Regions from separate parts of the Siniperca chuatsi genome. Here region 2 is linked to region 1. The links are chromatin contacts, called in public Hi-C maps. All regions are on one chromosome and are shown on one strand. The core of a region is the stretch at or near the end of the contact, and the rest is flanking DNA. Distances in the headings are between cores, read along the strand shown. Region 1 holds the start of LOC122888538 (periostin-like). Region 2 has its middle 6.7 kb from the start of ugt5d1.

Region 1 (4,567 bases), core at 837-3,336:
GCTGATATTATATGTCCTGCAGAAGCCCAAAAATCTAAAACCACTCATGCACTCTACTCTTTCTGGTAACCAAACATTTTAGATTATTAATATCTTCAAATATGGCATTTTTCAACAGGCAGAAACTCATTTTTATAGTGTATCACTAAATTCTGCAACAGCTATCACTCCCACTCCAAACCAGCAGTATTAAAATGATCTTAGCTGTAGTTCTTTACAGCTCACAAGGGGGATAATTTGCCTCAAAATAATAACTTTTCAAAACTCAGTATGAGACACACACACACACACACACACACTTGCATGCACAAACATACAGCATAAATCAAGTACCCACTACCCATGCCAAGAACCCAAATCTGGTGAAACTAGAGCTGCAATATATCCACCGTTTCACCCAAATGCACACAAAGACTAAAAGCATATAGAATTAATTTTTCAGTCAGATATGCAGTCTTCTCTCAAATCTCTCAAAATCCTTAAAAAGACAAAATTTCTGAAATTTAAATATTCAATCATCATCGTGATCATGAACCCTGCTTCTTTTTTTGTGAAGGTTCAGAGAAGAAAGTGAGACAGCTACATGTTTTTTTGTGAAGGTTCAGAGAAAAAAGTGAGACAGCTACATGTTCAGGTAATTCAAGACAGAAAGAGCCCGAGGGTCCAGAAAACTAGGGTTAGACAGGGCTGACCTCTGCTTTTTTGAAACATAATAAAGAGGGGGGCAGGAAACAGCTGAGGAGTTTTGTGCATTCTGAACTACTGTTGTTTGTGTGCACGATGTTTGGAAGCTGGGAGTGGTGTGCACTTTAAGTTCTGTGCAAATTTAAAAAAGATTAAATAGAATAAAAACATGTAGTTATTCGATTCATTCAATCTTTTGGTAAAGACTTACGCCTTCTTGCCACAGATAGAGCCTTTGTACCAGTTCCTACATGTGCTGAAGTACTTCTTTTTAGTCCCCAGGACCTGCTGTAGAGCGCACACATTGGGTCTGTAAGAGGAGGGGGTGGGGGTGACAAAGAAAGGGAGAAGCAAGGGTGGGAGGATGGGCAGGTGAGGCAGGATGTGGGAGCACGTGAGGGTGGAGGAGGGGAGGGGGAGACAGAAAGGTAAGGTGAAGAAGGAAGGATGAGAAGAGAAGAGGTAAGGGTTGTTAAGGGAATGTATGACACAGGGAGGGGTGCATGCAGGTAGAGAAAAACATGATTTATACATTACAGTGCACACAATGTATACTTTCGCTTAGTTTGAACAACCAATCATTTGAAGCTTATACTTTAAACCCTTATTTTGTCTAATCACAATTTCTTAATAGAAGTTAATTTAAGAAAGCAATGAACTTCCTTTAACTTAATTGGAACATTTCAATTTCAAACCCCAAATTGAGCACAGTATTTACAATTGAAGAGTGGATGAATGTGAGAGACACTATTGAATTTTCCATTGTGGCTCGAATCAATATTTTCATCAATGCAGCTGACCTGTTTCTCAACCTAAATTAAGCGCTCTGATTTAAAACCACCTTAAAACATAGCATAAATATAAAATCTGACATACTTGACACTTGGACACTTGCACATAGGTACATATCTGTCAGCTTGTTACCAATCATGCAATGTATGTCCTCATATCTACAGACAAATGCAAACAAGTTTATCAGGATTGTTAAAATCCCCAGTTATCTGCAAAATTAAAAACAAACAAAAATATCCAATAAATGGTATATTTTGCATGTGTCACCTTTCTTTCCCCTCACACAGCCTCTCACCTCTCTACCCCCCCCCAGTCCCATCTCCTTACCCTTCCTTCCTGGCCCGTATGCGACTGTGGGTGACTATCTTGTCATAAGCTGAAGAATCCACGCTCCCCAGAGAACAGAGTGCCACCAGCACTAAGGTCACCAGTAGCAGCTGATGCATCCTGGGGAGTTATCAGTCCTCTATACTGCAAGGGCACAAACACACAGTCCTCTTGTCTTTTAAACACACACGCGCACCCTCCAAAAATTACACAGGAGATATGGGAGTGCGAGTGAGAGAGGGAGCTTTTATACCAACAAGTCCCTCTCTCTCTAACACACACCCGTACCCACCCACTCTCTTTTTACTCCCTCACTGTCTTTTCCATACCATTACATCCTGCTCTGACCCGCATGCACCCTTCTCTTCGGTCTAAATCCTCCCTCTAGCTCTGATTTCAGCATGAGCTTATTGTCTCCCCCTCCCTCACACTGTTTCACATGAATTTCTCATAAATTTCTCATTTACCACCATCACATCCCAGAGCACCGAGGACACCCTGTAACTCAAACTTCACATTGCTCTACACTCTACAATGACAGCTTGTCTTCCTAATGTGGATTGTCCTTTAAAAGTATGTTAGACTGCCATGTAACACAGAAGTTTTGACCCATGCATTTAAGATTGATAGAGTATTTTGAGAGGGGAAGACTCTTGGAGTTCACATCACAGTTGAAAGATGTGCAAAAAGAAATAAGTAAATTCACATAAAGTAATAAAGAGTTATAGTGACTAATTAAACATCATTCTATTTCACACTCACACCTAAGCACACGCACACACACACACACACACAGGCAGTAAGCACACCTCTAAAATGTGTCCTTGGGACATTTGGCAACAAAATATGGGAATTAAATTGACTGCATTTTTTAAATAGGCTTGATAAGGCTGTAAATCAAACTCAAAGATCCATGGTGATGAATCTGTGTAGATGATAGGTTTACACTTTGCTTGACAGAAGCCTAAGTGTATTTTTATCATCCATCCCCTGGGATCCCACTTTCCTCCTCATTACTTTTACGATGTGGATTCATCATTTTCACCAGCCTTTCCTCCCCTGAACTTCTGTTTGTGCTCCAGCTCCTCTTCTCCATTCATCCTCCCTGCTGTCATGTTCATCGTTCATCAGCTCAACTGTTTCCCAGTCCCAACTTTTCCCTAGAGCTGTCTCTGTCTCCAGATCTGATACAGCTTCAAAGGGAAAATCCATCATGAAACAGCATCATCATGTACAGTCTTGACTTGTGAACACGAATAGGTGTGCTTCTAAACTGGAGACATGCAGGTCAGCACTCCCTTGATGATGTTGATGTCATTGAATTAAGAGCTAAATCTTGCACGCCAGTATACATACAGTAAATGTTTTGTTTCTTAAACAATAAATTCATATAGCAGGTTTTCTCATTCAAACATAATAATTAAATAGTATGCAATCAGCAGAATAAAGAAAGCAGATTTTGTTCTTTGAATGCTTAACTGAAATCACATTTATTAAGCTACAGTACATCACAGATTTATTCACTCTTTATGAACTCACATGACCTCCCTGATCCTAGGGAGGACAGCAGCAAGAAGGAGGCTGAGCTGTCTCCAACAGGGCCTCCTCCCTTTGGAGACAACTTCCTGTCTATGATGCTATCTTAGCATTTAAGAAAAAAAACTTTACAGACTGAGGAAATGCATATTCAGCCCAGCCTGCAATTTACAGTAATATAAACCTCACCAGCTATTTATTTCCCTCCCCTGCTTGAGGCTCCTCTAAGATCCCCCCAAACACAATACATGTGCGCACACACACACACACACACACACACACACACACACACAGACTCCGAAACAGACACACAAACACCTACAGTACATGATTGATTATCACTTTCATTGCATTTAACAGCAAATGAAATGCCTCTCTTCCATTTGTCTCTGTTCACCTGAGACAAACCTTTAAGAGGAATTTAAATCCTGTTGATCCCCATGTGTCACCCTTTTGCTGCCCACAGGACTGCACCACAGTCCTCCAAAAGGTGGCTACTCTGGATCTCAGATCATGCATATATTGGCAGAGGTAGCAGATAACAGGAACTCCATCCTATAATGACATCTCCCTCTAGTGGGAAGGACATGTCAGTACAGTCATGTGTGAGGCCTCTGTAACTTACACAAAGTTTTACAAATGGTATTAACACATGTAACAAGAGGAAAAACTAAAGTTTGTATTGGTAACTTTTGTCAACATATGTGTAACAGGTCTGCATTTACATACTTTTGTAAAAAAAACCCTGACCTTTCTCTTATGGATTAAAGCGTCCATAACTCACCTGGTGTAAAAGCTCTTAATGACAAGTGGTACAAAGTCTATCTAAGTCTATCTACAATCTATTTAATTAATCAAATAGGTATAATTGAATATATTATGTACTCTAGTGTGCAGAAGTTCTTCTTTTTTGTTGACGTTTTTCTACATTTTGAATTACACAGGTCATATTTGACAGGACAACTTGATCGTGAATTCCTGGAATGTGATTCAATACGATTTTTTATTAAATAATTTTGATCCACCACATGCACTCTAAATTTAAATATTTTATATATTTTGGGGACAATATAGATTTTTTAAAAGTTTAAAGGTACTGTATATGAGATTCTGAACATTAATATAGCAGTAAACAACTATTCTCTATGTAAAGATATAGTGTAGTAATGGTGTCCAGAGCAGAGAATGATGTCACACTCTTTTTTTTAGTGTTGTAATCCGAGCTTCT
Region 2 (4,567 bases), core at 1,031-3,530, 45 kb before region 1:
TAGTAATGTTGATGCAAATAGTTTCAAGTTGAGTAAGAGTGGTTGAACTTACTAGATAAGATAAGGTGGCAGTTCCTCAGTCTGGTCTGTGTCAAGGAAAAAGTCCAATGTTTCACTCATTGCCCCTAAAACAGCACCTATCCTCTGGAAACAGTGTTTCAACACACTTTTTTGTCTGTAAGATTGGGTTGGTATATGCTGAACCTTAAATCTCATAATTATTATACATGATGCTCTTAGTATTACATTACAATATGTGTGTACATACATATATGCATGTGTGTTTGAACAAGCATTGGCACAGCGGAAAATTACTATTTCTATTGGTTGTGGGTCACTTATGTAAGCAGCTTTTATCCTGTTTCCTGAACTGTGTGGTGGGCTTCTAAAAACAAACTCTGGGCCAAAAAAGAAGACAAAAAAAAAAAGAAATTAGAGCCGGCTGTATGAGACGCAACATGAATTTTATTGACTATGAGTGCATGGAAGTAGACATGATTTTGGAAAGGACATTTCTTTGATTTTCCTTGGCATATCTCTACAGCAAAATAATGGTCACACATTGGACCATGCGTGGTTGAGGTAAACACTGGCATGAATGAATGCACCAGTGCTTGCACACACACACACAGGAAGGCAGGGAGGTGTGTAATCATTTTTACAAGCTTTTCCATTAAAAGAAAGATCTTATCATAACTGAAACTCACTGTGGAACCAAAGATGAAGCCGAGGTAGACGTTTTCCCATTTTATTCTCAGTGTAAAAGTAGAGGAGAATCCATTTGCTGTGTATTTGAGAGGATGACCAGCATCGATTGATGCCTTGATATCACAACCTGAAAGACACAAAGACAGAAAAAAAAGACATGTAGAAGAAGAATAAAATTTCTGATTTCTGTTTTGCGTGTATGTGTATTGTGGGAGGTTGTGTGGACAGTCTGGAAAATAATTTGAGAATGAATACATTGATATCTGCGTCCATGTGATGCATTGGGTCTGTCTACAGGAGTGTTGCTCTAAGGAAGGAGTTGAGACTCCTTTTGAGTGGGAGACAGATATTTGGCTCTAGCTTGGGGCTTGAAAGTTAATAAGTGGTTAACTGGTGTCCATGCTATGATGCAGCACAGACATCACTGAGGATGGGAGGAACAGTCTGAGTCTGGGGCCTAGGGACAAAATTATAGCTTAAACTGATCCTGAGTGGGATTTTAAGGTGGGTGAGTACAGGGCATAGGTAGTGTAGCTTATGTTTCTTAGACTGGCTCTGTGAATGTCATTAGTTTTGCAGGTATTTGCTCATAAACCAAAATATTGGTCAAAGTGATTACAATTTATCCTCAGCTGGGCTTGAATGTGTGTAGCTAATTTCATGGCAATCCATCTAATAGTTGTTGAGACATTTTACTCAAAACCACAAACGTCAACCTCATGGTGGTGTCAGGTCAGATGATCACCAAAGTCATTAGGATTCATAATCTGGGAACAATGAATGTTTGTACCAAATTTTGTGCCAATCTGTCCAGTAGATGTTTCATGGAGCTAGCAGTGTCTAAATGTCTGGATCAGCTGCAACAAGAGCAACAACAGAATACAACTGGAGTAAATTGCTGCTTGTAATGCGGATCAATTCCTCCAAGTCCTTGCTAAATAATATAGTGATGATACAGCAGTGATGATACAATGCCAGCATTCTGTTGAATGAATGCATTGTCTCTCTATGGCACAGCTATGACTCTGATATCTAGTCCTTTTGCACTTTAATATCTTATTTCTTCAATAGCCATGCAATGGCAACTACAGTATGGTTAAAGTGTAATTAAAGCAACTTAAACTATTTGGTTAAAATAAGGGAAAGATCGTGGTCTTGGTTAAATGTATTTTTTATCAACTTCAACTGATCCATTTCACTTAGTCACTACTTACATAAATTGACATGTTTGAATAAATCATTTGTTCATTTTCTTTTTTTAAACACTACTACTACTGCTTCTGCTGCCTAGTGTGAGGTAGTGGTAGCGGTTTTGGTGTGTGTGTGGTAGTGGCGTCATGAATTGATTTCTCCACTGCTTACATCACGCTGTGACCTTAACCTTTTTACTGTTTATGCATATTTACAAAAGATTCTCCAGTGTAAACGTTAAGCCGTAGGAAGTTACAGAGATCTTTGAAGTAGGTGTGACAGAACTATTCTGTGTTCTGCATGAAGTCCTCGTGCCTAAACACAGGCCTGTTTCATGCAAAACACTTCTGACTATAACTTTGGTGCCTAAACACACACTCATACACAACATACATGATTTTTAGCCTGTGCTCAGTTAATGTGTTGTACAGATTCACATATTGTTTGGTTTATGTCCTAAATGGTTGTTTATGGGGCTACAAATCTCTCTCACTGTGTATGTTATATACAGTAAATAAAATACAATTAGTGTTTTTTTCAGGCTGTAAATGGATATCAGGTATCCCTCTTTGATAAGAGCGCATGCCCGCTCACATACTCTGGGTCGAACTCTGAACAGTCCATAGTCTGTCATGACATAAGAAACACATTCAGAGAGTTTATGCAGCACATTAAAAGCCCATGAATAGAATATTGGCATATTAGACGTATGAGGACAACTTCACAAGGATCCCCATCCCCACAGCTGAATGCACAGCAATCAGTAGAAATATAACGATACACACAGCTTACTGTTGTGTGAAATGCATAATACAAAGTTTATGATCAGGTCTGACAGCTGGAGCACTGCATAGTTTCAAATTTGGCCTTTAGTATTTTCTAAAAGGATACAGTTAAGTGAGTAAAGTGTCTCAACAAAGTGGAATTTTACCAGTAAGAGCAAAAGTTATTCCCATGTGGAATGACGCACGGCGGACATGCCCTTTCCTCTTCCTGTGTATGCTCTTTGTTAGCCAGTAAGTGATGACCACAGAGTTCAATGTTGTCTGTGAAGATTATAGTACAAAATAACAACCTGCACAGATTGCTTTCTTTGAATGGGCCTGTGAGAGCTTTCAAGTTTTTGTCACCTTACAATACGCTTGTTGTTTTCTAAAAGTGAATGTTTGACTCCTACCTCACCCAGAAACATCATTTTTTTCAAATGAATGAGGGGTGAACAGACTACTCTTTAACAACTGTTAATCCACCACTACAGGTTTACCAAGCACTGTTAATATAAATCAAGTAATGTGGTAGTATTTTGTGCATGAGGTTTAAACAAATAATTTTCTTATATCCTGTGGTAACTCATATGAACACTATTCATTCATTGTTGCTTAACACTCTCATTTAAGTAAGAGATCAGGACTTCCCAGTGCAAAGCTAACAACCTGAGTCTGCTAGAAGAGCCTGCTTCTTAAAAAAATAAAGCACCTGTCTGATTACAAGAATCAGATATCAGAAATAAGAATGCATTAGATATCACTAATTAATCATCCCAGTCATCATAACCATCATCAGTACTATGTGTGTGCATGTGCATTTGAATGTGTGAATGCGTGCATGTGTTGCATTCGAATGCCCTCTCCAGAGAGCTGTCAGTGCTACAGTGACGTTCTCCATGTCCAGAATGGAAGACAGATTGAGTGTTATGGATGGAAAAATAATCACTGTGTTCACACGTGCGTGCGACTTTGCATTTGTGCGCACACGTGCAGGGGTCAGTGAGGGGCCCGCGCTGAATCCTGTCCAGTGATGAAGATGGCGAAATAGAATGAAATCATAAACCTTGAGGAGTTTTTGATCTCTCCCAGATGATTGAACTGACTCCACGGTGCAGAAAGTAAAGCAGAGGTAAATGTTGTTAAAAGCTGCTGAACTTTGGACCTTGTTGAGAATGGAGTAGATGTTATGCATTTATAGTTAATGCTAATACTGCCTGTACATGGCAGTTTTTCTCTTTTTTGTGCTTTTCTGTGAATATCTGCAACTGAAATACATGTTAGACTCATCAGTCAAATATTCTGTACGTCTGAGAGAGTCAGTCAGTGAGCAAAAAGCAACACAGATATTGCTTTGTGTCAGTAACTTCCACACTTTATAGACTGTAAACGATGCAACTGGCTCCATTACTGTGTGGGGTCTTTATATAAACAGTCCAAAAGGCCATACTGTTTATAGTTGTTTATGTGAATAACTTTATGGTGGATTGCACCACAGGTTGTTTTTACCATCTTCAGTCACTGTTCAGTTGAACAGGACAGGAAAGCTGAAAAGATGGTAACAATTTGCGTTTGTATAGGTAAATAGATGGACTTTGGCTACATCTGTTTGTTACATTAGTGGTGAAGATGAAGATGTCGTTCTATCTCATGCAATTTCGATAAGTTATCTGTTTGGGATACTAAATAATAAATAATGAATAATAAATGAAGCATCACGAGAAAGTTCTCTGGCAAGACATGCTGGAAATATAAGAAAGAAAGACGATCGTTAAAGTTTCTGAAAGTTAATTTTGTGATGAAAAACTTGCTCGACATTAGAGAGCAGATTAAAGAGGCATACTGATGTTTTTTGCATGTTTTAGCGTACTACAAATCACACAGACTTTAGTATACTGCCGACA

Evidence for each region. Hi-C and Micro-C count contacts between places; a contact is called where the count stands out from the background.
Region 2: a contact with region 1 is called in a Hi-C map of an unstated tissue, with 6 times the contacts expected there. The contact joins the enhancer-like site here to the promoter of LOC122888538 in region 1. A contact is called at or near these places in 2 of 3 Hi-C or Micro-C datasets (liver and an unstated tissue).

Annotation. Positions count from the first base shown.
Region 1 is chrLG14:14,935,670-14,940,236 of ASM2008510v1, reverse strand. LOC122888538 (periostin-like) reads right to left here and starts at 2,086. Exons shown (of 23, transcript XM_044223114.1): 1 at 1,804-2,086; 2 at 896-994. The coding sequence starts at 1,922.
Region 2 is chrLG14:14,980,819-14,985,385 of ASM2008510v1, reverse strand. No RefSeq gene overlaps it. Among protein-coding and RNA genes, the nearest start is that of ugt5d1, 6.7 kb to the right of the region's middle. Within about 2 kb of position 2,280, the one cell type or tissue checked has an H3K27ac peak away from gene starts, as active enhancers do. A contact at or near this core is called in liver, where this site is marked.